Regions from separate parts of the Mus musculus genome. Here region 2 is linked to region 1. A link is a contact called in public HiCAR-type data. All regions are on one chromosome and are shown on one strand. Each heading gives the region's core, a stretch centred on a gene start, on an enhancer-like site or on the middle of the called end of the contact. The rest is flanking DNA. Distances are from core to core; before and after follow the strand shown.

Region 1 (3,613 bases), core at 840-3,339:
GTATGTGGATGTAGGAGCATCACTAGTTCAAGGTCATTCTTAAAGGTCAGTCTTAGATACCAAAGACTTTGTCCTAAGAAGAAAAGAAGGAAATAACTTTGTCTCCTTTAGATCATTTATAAGTGTTCTGCCCCTTGACATTTAGGATCATACCTTATAACAGAATCATAAGTTTCTAAAACCCAGTATTAATTTACGTCAAGTGGGCTTAACCTGGAAGTGTTCAGCACAGAGTCCCTGACCCAACAGTATTAACATGAATTTATCACTTAGGAGTGGAAGCTTGAACACCTGACATATTTTAGAAGGATTTTCATTCTAGGAAAAGACATTAAGATAGAATTTAGGAATTAAAAACCTTAAACCCATGTAGACGTGTTCTGGGATCTGAATTACATGGAATTATGCCAGAAGCTTGTTTTTGATAGAACTCATATCAAGAGCTTCAAAAGTGAGACTTTTCAAAGTCTTAAAATCCTTAGTGTGATGTATTTGATATCCAAAGACTTGTAGGCAGAATGAATGTTAGCCACGGAAACCAGAGTAGTTTTCCCAGTAACAGGTCCACAGTGATGCAGGGCAGTCGTGGGGGTGGGGGGGGGGGGCGGGCATTTGCTTAAGCTGGGGGCTAGGCCAAATGTCTCTGCAGGCTTTAGGTTTATTCTAACAGGACACTTCTTTTGCTTTAGAAACTCCTAACTTCACACATAAAATGTAATCCAGCATCCAGGGACGAGGCTCACCCAGCCTCTGATAGCACTTGAAACGCCATCAGTTACCAGCTTCATCCTCCACCAACTTTCACTGGGGCTTCATGAAATCTGTTTCCAAATATGGTGAACATTCCTCTATTGCCAAAATGGGAAAAACAGCCTTATCCCCTCATCAGAAGCCATCTACAAGGAAATCAGCTTCCCTATGAAGTTCCCAAATAGAAAAAAAAAAAAAAAAAAAAAGCACATTTCACATTCCGTGTGCAGCTCCTGGGAGGTTTGTCCCAATGCCACGGGGCTCCAGTAAACGTGAAATCATAGCTCTTAATAATATGGACATCTTTCTAGAAATGCTCTAAGCAGAACTTGTCCAGTTAGGGAAAAGGGAAATTTATTTGTACTTATAGAGTTATGTGGTGCTTGTATTTCTATACTTTACATAGGAGATTAAATTCTTCCTCTTCTATATTTGCACACCAGAAAGTTTGTGCCCAGGGGTGTGTGCGTAACATGTACTTTATAAATGCACACAGTACAGCCAGTTTGAGATATCTACAGGTGTCTTCCAGACGACTTAGTCTGGGTGTACAGGTGGTCCCTTTAGGCCATCTTGCATAAGCCTGGAGAAGGACTCAGATTCAGCCCTCTCTGGGATACCCAACCCTTCTAAGCACATGTGTCTCTGTGCCCACTGCAGTACCTCCAAGAACTTCAGTGAGGACCTGTGGGTGGCCCTTTGCAAAAGTCTCCAAACCACCTCAGCCTACACAGAAACTTGCAGCATCTGGGTTCTTTCTCCTCTCTTAATCTCCAGGATCACTGAAGACCAGCAGCATTTGTCTATGCCTGCCAGAGAGGGAAAGGCACCGACAAGCTCCCAGACGCCAGCTCCAGCCCACTGACTGAGTCCATCCCTCCCTGGGCTGAGGGAACCAGACCTGGTGGGCAAAGCCAGGCAAAGATTCCTCCCTTCTCACCTCTCCTTGTCCCCCTTTACTCACACCATCTGGGAGCATCAGCCCCATCTTCTTGAGTGGCAGCAACGTACTTTCCTCCCAGGCTGGGCATCAATGGCCAGGCCACCCCCACCCCGGCACCGTTGCGTTCCAGGTTCCGAGCCCCAGAGGCTGGCTCGGAGGGCTCCCTCGTCCGTGTCCCCCCCCCCCGGCCCCCCCCCCCCCCCGGCTCCTCCGTCCCCGCCCCGTCGCAGCCGGAGGCCACCCTGGGCCCCGGCGAGCGCTAGCTCCTGGGCCGCCCCCTCCTCTCTCCCCCATCCCAGGCGGGGGCGCGCGAGCGGCGGTGACGTCAAGGGGCGCGCGGTGGCAGCACCTCCCCGCGCGCTAGTTAAAAAGAAGAAGAAAAGAGGGAGCGAAACATGAGAGGCTGTGTGAGAAGCTGCAGCCGCCGGCAGAGGAGACCTCAGCATCCTCGGGAGCCCAGCGCCAACCCTGCCTCCGCCCGGCCCGCTGCCACCACCGCCGCCCTTTCGGTTCCTGCTACTGTCTCACCTAAACAACTCCCATTCAGCGGACAAGCGAAGTTCTATGACTCTCTTCTCCTCTCCTTCCTCCTCTTCTTCCAACTCCTTCTCCTCCCACTTCCCAACCGCTGTGGAAAGCCCCTAACCCAACAGACGCTGGCAAGGCTGCGGACAAGTGTCATCTGCACTTTATCTTGCTGCTCCTACTGCCCTAAGGCAAAGTTGCATAGCTCTACATCTTTCTTTCCCAGCCACCTCCCTCTGCCCCCAAGAGCGTCCCGCCGCCCCGCAGCACTCTCCTGGAGCTGCGCCCTAGTGCCCCTGCTGGGCAGTGGCCTTTCCCCCACCCCATCCTCCCGCGTCCTGCCCTTGCTGCTCCGGGCAGACGATGCTGAAGATGCTCTCGTTTAAGCTGCTACTGCTGGCCGTGGCTCTGGGCTTCTTTGAAGGAGATGCGAAGTTTGGGGAAAGGAACGAGGGGAGCGGAGCGAGAAGGAGACGGTGCCTGAATGGGAACCCCCCAAAGCGCCTAAAGAGAAGGGACAGGCGGGTGATGTCCCAGCTGGAGCTGCTCAGTGGAGGAGAGATCCTGTGTGGTGGCTTCTACCCACGAGTATCTTGCTGCCTGCAGAGTGACAGCCCTGGATTGGGGCGTCTGGAGAACAAGGTAGGCAGTCCCCTGCCTCGTACGTGTAGCTTGCTGAGATGCTGATAACTGCAAGAGAGTCCAAACCTAAGTAGTTGTGATAACTTTTCTAAGGTGATTAAGTGTTTTGGGTGTGTGTTCTCAGCAGTGTGCAGATAGATAGCTCTTCCTGCTCTGGAGTCGGTTGTGGGGATGCTGGTCAAACTTGCCTATCTATAGAGAGAGACTTTTTGTGGTACCCGCGTCCTGGTCTGAGCAAATATTTCAAAAGAATCGAGATTAGCTGTATTTTGGATCAAATGGAGCACTTGGTGAGGTGAAACTGTAAATTAGGGTGGCTGTGGTTTCCGGTTTACTTTTCTGGGGGCAAAAAAGATTTGTTCAGTTTTCTCCACGTGCTCTAACTAGCGAGCAGATTGAATTATAAAGGCTCTCCGGGCACTGTTGGTTTATGATCCTAAACCCAATCTGAAGGGTCTAGCGTGCATGACAATGTGTTAAGTCAGGAGAAGGGAACTCCTGGTACTGAAGAACTTGGGAGATTTTGCTGGACCTTCTTACTCGGTGGTTTGTCCTTCTTGTATCGTGGATCCAGGTTTTCACTGGTACTCCGTAGTCTAGGAGGATCTTGTCTGGAAACTTATATTTCTGAGTGATGACATATGAACTTCCCATGCATGATTAGCTTATCCAAGAAGTATCTGCCCCGAGTGCAAGAGGTCACTGGTCTTGATTCTGCATCAGATTTATTTTTACATGGGATGCTGTGCTGTG
Region 2 (3,830 bases), core at 110-2,609, 200 kb before region 1:
GCTAATGGTAAGAAAATTCTAAAGACTATTTATTTATGAATCTGAGTTTCCACTTTACTATAAATGCCTCTTTTTGTTACATTACCACTATTACTTACCTGAATTAAATTTAACATTTAGAAGATTCATAGTCTAAATACATTGTTTCAACTGAATAAGTAGTCTTTCATAACATAGTCTTTTTTTTTCTACACCATTCATTCTTAATGGATTTGACAGAATTCTTTTTCAAATAAATGTTAATTATTTATCTATTCATGTGTGCATGCACTTAACACATACTTATTTATTCTCTGTTATTTACTTGAAATAACTGTAGAGACAGTGCTACACAAATTTAATTATTAATACTTCATTATATATTTTCAAAATCAGTATGAACACTGGCCAAATATCTACCCAAATGTTCTGTCATATTTTTTAAAAAAACATTTTAAACTTATAGTTTGAAATTTTCATTCTTGGACACAATGCATCTCACTCTTCCTGAAACTTCCTTTCAAGTTCTTTTCAATGGTTTGAATCACTAGAATGATGCATGTTTTCTGGACAAAGCAGAATATCCAACATATACTCAGTGTTTGCGTGGTAAGCATCAAACATCTTATTTTGTTGTGATGCCATGGTGCCCTCTGGACATTTGTACTTAAACTCATATTGTGGGATATCTCACCCACAAACTATGTCATGTAGAAAGCCGTTTGAGAAACATGAGCTATTTTATTCATCTTTTGGAGATTCATAGGACTGTGAACACATAAAAAGCAGAATAAATTATAGAGTAAATGAATTCATGAAGTGTTGTAAAGTCAGCGATCCCCAGAATTTTTGCTTAACAACTTTAAGTTAGCTGCAAAACAGTTGCCATGGCTTTTACTTTTGAAGCTCACTAGTTCCTTTGGCTACTCTAGAGTCCTTTGCATCACCCTTGTCTGCCCTGCCAAATGACGCTCAGATAAGTTGTAATGCATAGGAGTGTCGCTAGCTGGCAAAGACAAATCGCTGGAGGCAGAGCAGAAATGCTCAATTTGTGTCATGTCAGATCCATCAAAGAGCTTTCCATTCCTTCATGGTGAGAAGCTAACGGAGTGACTTCAGCTGAGGAAATGGAGAAGCGGACAGGGAGGCTGAAAATTCTGACAGGCCGTCTTTGCAGCTAGTCTGCAACCTGCAGAAAATGGGTCATTTCACCACCGAGGTGTGGCTCTGGGTGGCACTTCAGAGACACTGTGGTGAGGGAACAGACCCCTCATTCATCCTGAGGAAGATAGTGTTTTTCCTCTCCTCTGATAGATTCATGCTGCCCCAGCAGTCTTTCTGGTTAGGCATGACTTCCTAAGGGATTTTCTCTGGATTCACAGAAGGTTCCCTGAGAATCCCAAGGAAAGCCTGACTCACCCACAGTTCTGTCAGGGTGGGGTTAGCATGACTTGGATGCAGCTTCTTCTTGGCTAAACTTACATGATGGTAATTTTCAGTGTAACATTAGCTGTCTTCAGGAGAAATGGAAGGCCAGGACATGGAAGAGTCAGTCCCCCGTGGACGTGCTGACGGGCAGTTGAACCTTCTCTCAGCATCTCCTCAGTGGCCCCATTAGATGACACCTCATGGAGCTTGGAAAATACCTTTTCCTTTACAACTTCCTATTTCCCTCAGCAGCCTTGCCAACCTGTTCAGTTCCCCAGAGAGCCTAATAGCTGGAACCTTCATAAAATTCACAGCGCTTCAGACAATTGGATCCCAGCCTAGAGCCGGCTTCCCAAGTTCGGATCTCAGTCTTTATTTCTGGCACAAAAAAACAACATGATTTCTTCCTTTTGATGCCATATATTATGTTCTTTATCACTTAAGACTCACGTATCATCTTGCTCTACTTCATGCCACCCCTGGAAGAGGAATGTGAAGTCTCACACAATGTCACTCATGTGCCAACACAAACACATATCTAATTTCTGTAAACACACTGAGTGATGGGGCTGTCTGCTCCAGGAGTCGCCTCAAGGAAGCCAAGAGTTTGTTTGCTATTCCCTAAAGCAAACAGTAGCCAGACGCCTGATAAAGAGACCATTACCCGAGGTTGGTCAGGGAAATGAGTTAGAGAGTCACAGGGAAAAAGAAAAGAAGCAGAGAGGGACAAATTACCAAGATGTTGGTCAAACTCTTACAGACAGTTGGTTTGCTCCATCTAATCCTTAGTGCCCTGTGGCAGAATGGCAATAGTGTTTACTACCTAGGAATACCCTAGGGTTGGTACAGACTGCCCTTTATCTTGTTCAACAATTAGTATAACTGTTACAAGAGCTATAGCTTACCAGGAGTCACTGAAATTAGAAATGTAATGTTTACAGTTTCCAGAGAAAGACTCCACAACTTTCTCCAAGACTTTTCCAAATAATCTTACACTCCCAACCGAGTAATAAAAAGACTTTTGAAAGCATCAACATGTCCCTGATTAAAAGACTGTCTTCAAAACAAGTCAATGTTTCCAAAGTTACAAAGATAGCAATTTCCAAGTTGTTATTCTTGATGAGAGTGTACCCAGTACTTTACACTTATTTAACTAATTTAAATAGTGTCCTTCTACTCTTCAAAACTCAAGCTGATCCCCTGTCATTGAATAACTGACTGGGTGACTCAGGTACCATCTGCAGACTCCCCTCTTTTACAAGTATATCCAGTTTCCTCAGCTTTATCCTTGCTGGTAAAAAGCAGGGCACTGATCCTGCAGCTTCCACCCTATGTACCAGATCACCAACCAACAAATCCGTAACGCCAATAATGACTTTTATACAGGTACATTTGTATGTAGCAGCTAAGGGGGTTCTAGGTAAGAAAGATCATACCTTGGACTATGCACTGTGCACTGCATACCTTCTGTCATAAGACAAGTACTTCATATATGGAAGAAGATAAAGATTTAAAATGTGGGCTATTATGAAAAAGTTATATACAGATAAATGGACAAATTAAGCTGGTAGGACCATGAGGAAGTATTTAGAGAAGCACACCCAGTGTGTGGAGAGTGGAACAAGGTGAGCATTACTTTCCCAGGATAATATAGCTTCCAAACCTGTATTTTTCCGTGGGACACATTTTTATCAGGACATTGATGTTGAAATGTAAAAGGTTAGCTGCTTTTTCTAAGAAAGAAGTTCAAACCCTACTTGCATTGGCTTGCCCCTTATGGTCCTATGTGAAGTTCCTCACACATAAGTGCACTGAGTTGAACATTTATAGAAGGCTCTTGGGAGCAAAGAATAACCAGAATAAGAGAGGAAAGAATCTCAAAATTCAAAGAAATATAGAAAGCACAGAGAGCAGATTTTCTTTCCTGGTGGCAGGTTTCAGAGATCGATGGATATTGATGGGTGTAGGAGGATATGTTGTGCAAAGCAACCAGAAAGGCCCAACAAGAGCTACTGATGCCTAAGCTGTATCTGAAACCTCTGCTCTCTTCAAGAACTGTCTCAGCAACACCAAAGGACTCACTCTGTGCATGTCTGTCTTCAAACTGCTCCGAGCAAAATGCTGATAAGCATAACTTAGTTGGAGAGAGAAGCTATATACATTTTTTCATTTAAACACAGTTCAAGTGGGAAACCACAGGACATAGACAACTGTGGGGGCAGGAGACAGATATGCTTAGGAGAAGCCAAACAAGGTTGCCTGCTCAGCGGGACAAATCCTAAGCAGGCCACAGAGTCTAAGCAAACTGTGAGGCACTGGGAATGGAGGTGAATCTCTGTTGGAAATTCAAACTGTTGCTGTTTTGCTCCCCTAAAGGAACATTTCTGCTCAAATTTTATAGACATTCTTAACTGGAATAAGAG

The links. HiCAR-type assays count read pairs that join an accessible place to other places.
Region 2: a HiCAR-type map of fibro-adipogenic progenitors shows a contact between it and region 1, with 3 times the contacts expected there. The contact joins the enhancer-like site here to the promoter of Hhip in region 1. A contact is called at or near these places in 6 of 39 promoter capture datasets (the HPC-7 cell line, HPC-7-derived erythroid cells, cranial neural crest and 3 more) and 1 of 115 datasets of contacts at active chromatin or transcription factors (fibro-adipogenic progenitors).

The regions. Positions count from the first base shown.
Region 1 is chr8:80,056,484-80,060,096 of GRCm38.p6, reverse strand. It overlaps Hhip (Hedgehog-interacting protein), which reads left to right and starts at 2,089. Exons shown (of 13, transcript NM_020259.4): 1 at 2,089-2,860. The coding sequence starts at 2,582.
Region 2 is chr8:80,251,895-80,255,724 of GRCm38.p6, reverse strand. No RefSeq gene overlaps it. Among named protein-coding and RNA genes, the nearest start is that of Gm39208, 31 kb to the left of the region's middle. Within about 2 kb of position 1,359, at least 10 of the 459 cell types and tissues checked have an H3K27ac peak or open chromatin away from gene starts, as enhancers often do. A contact at or near this core is called in fibro-adipogenic progenitors, where this site is marked.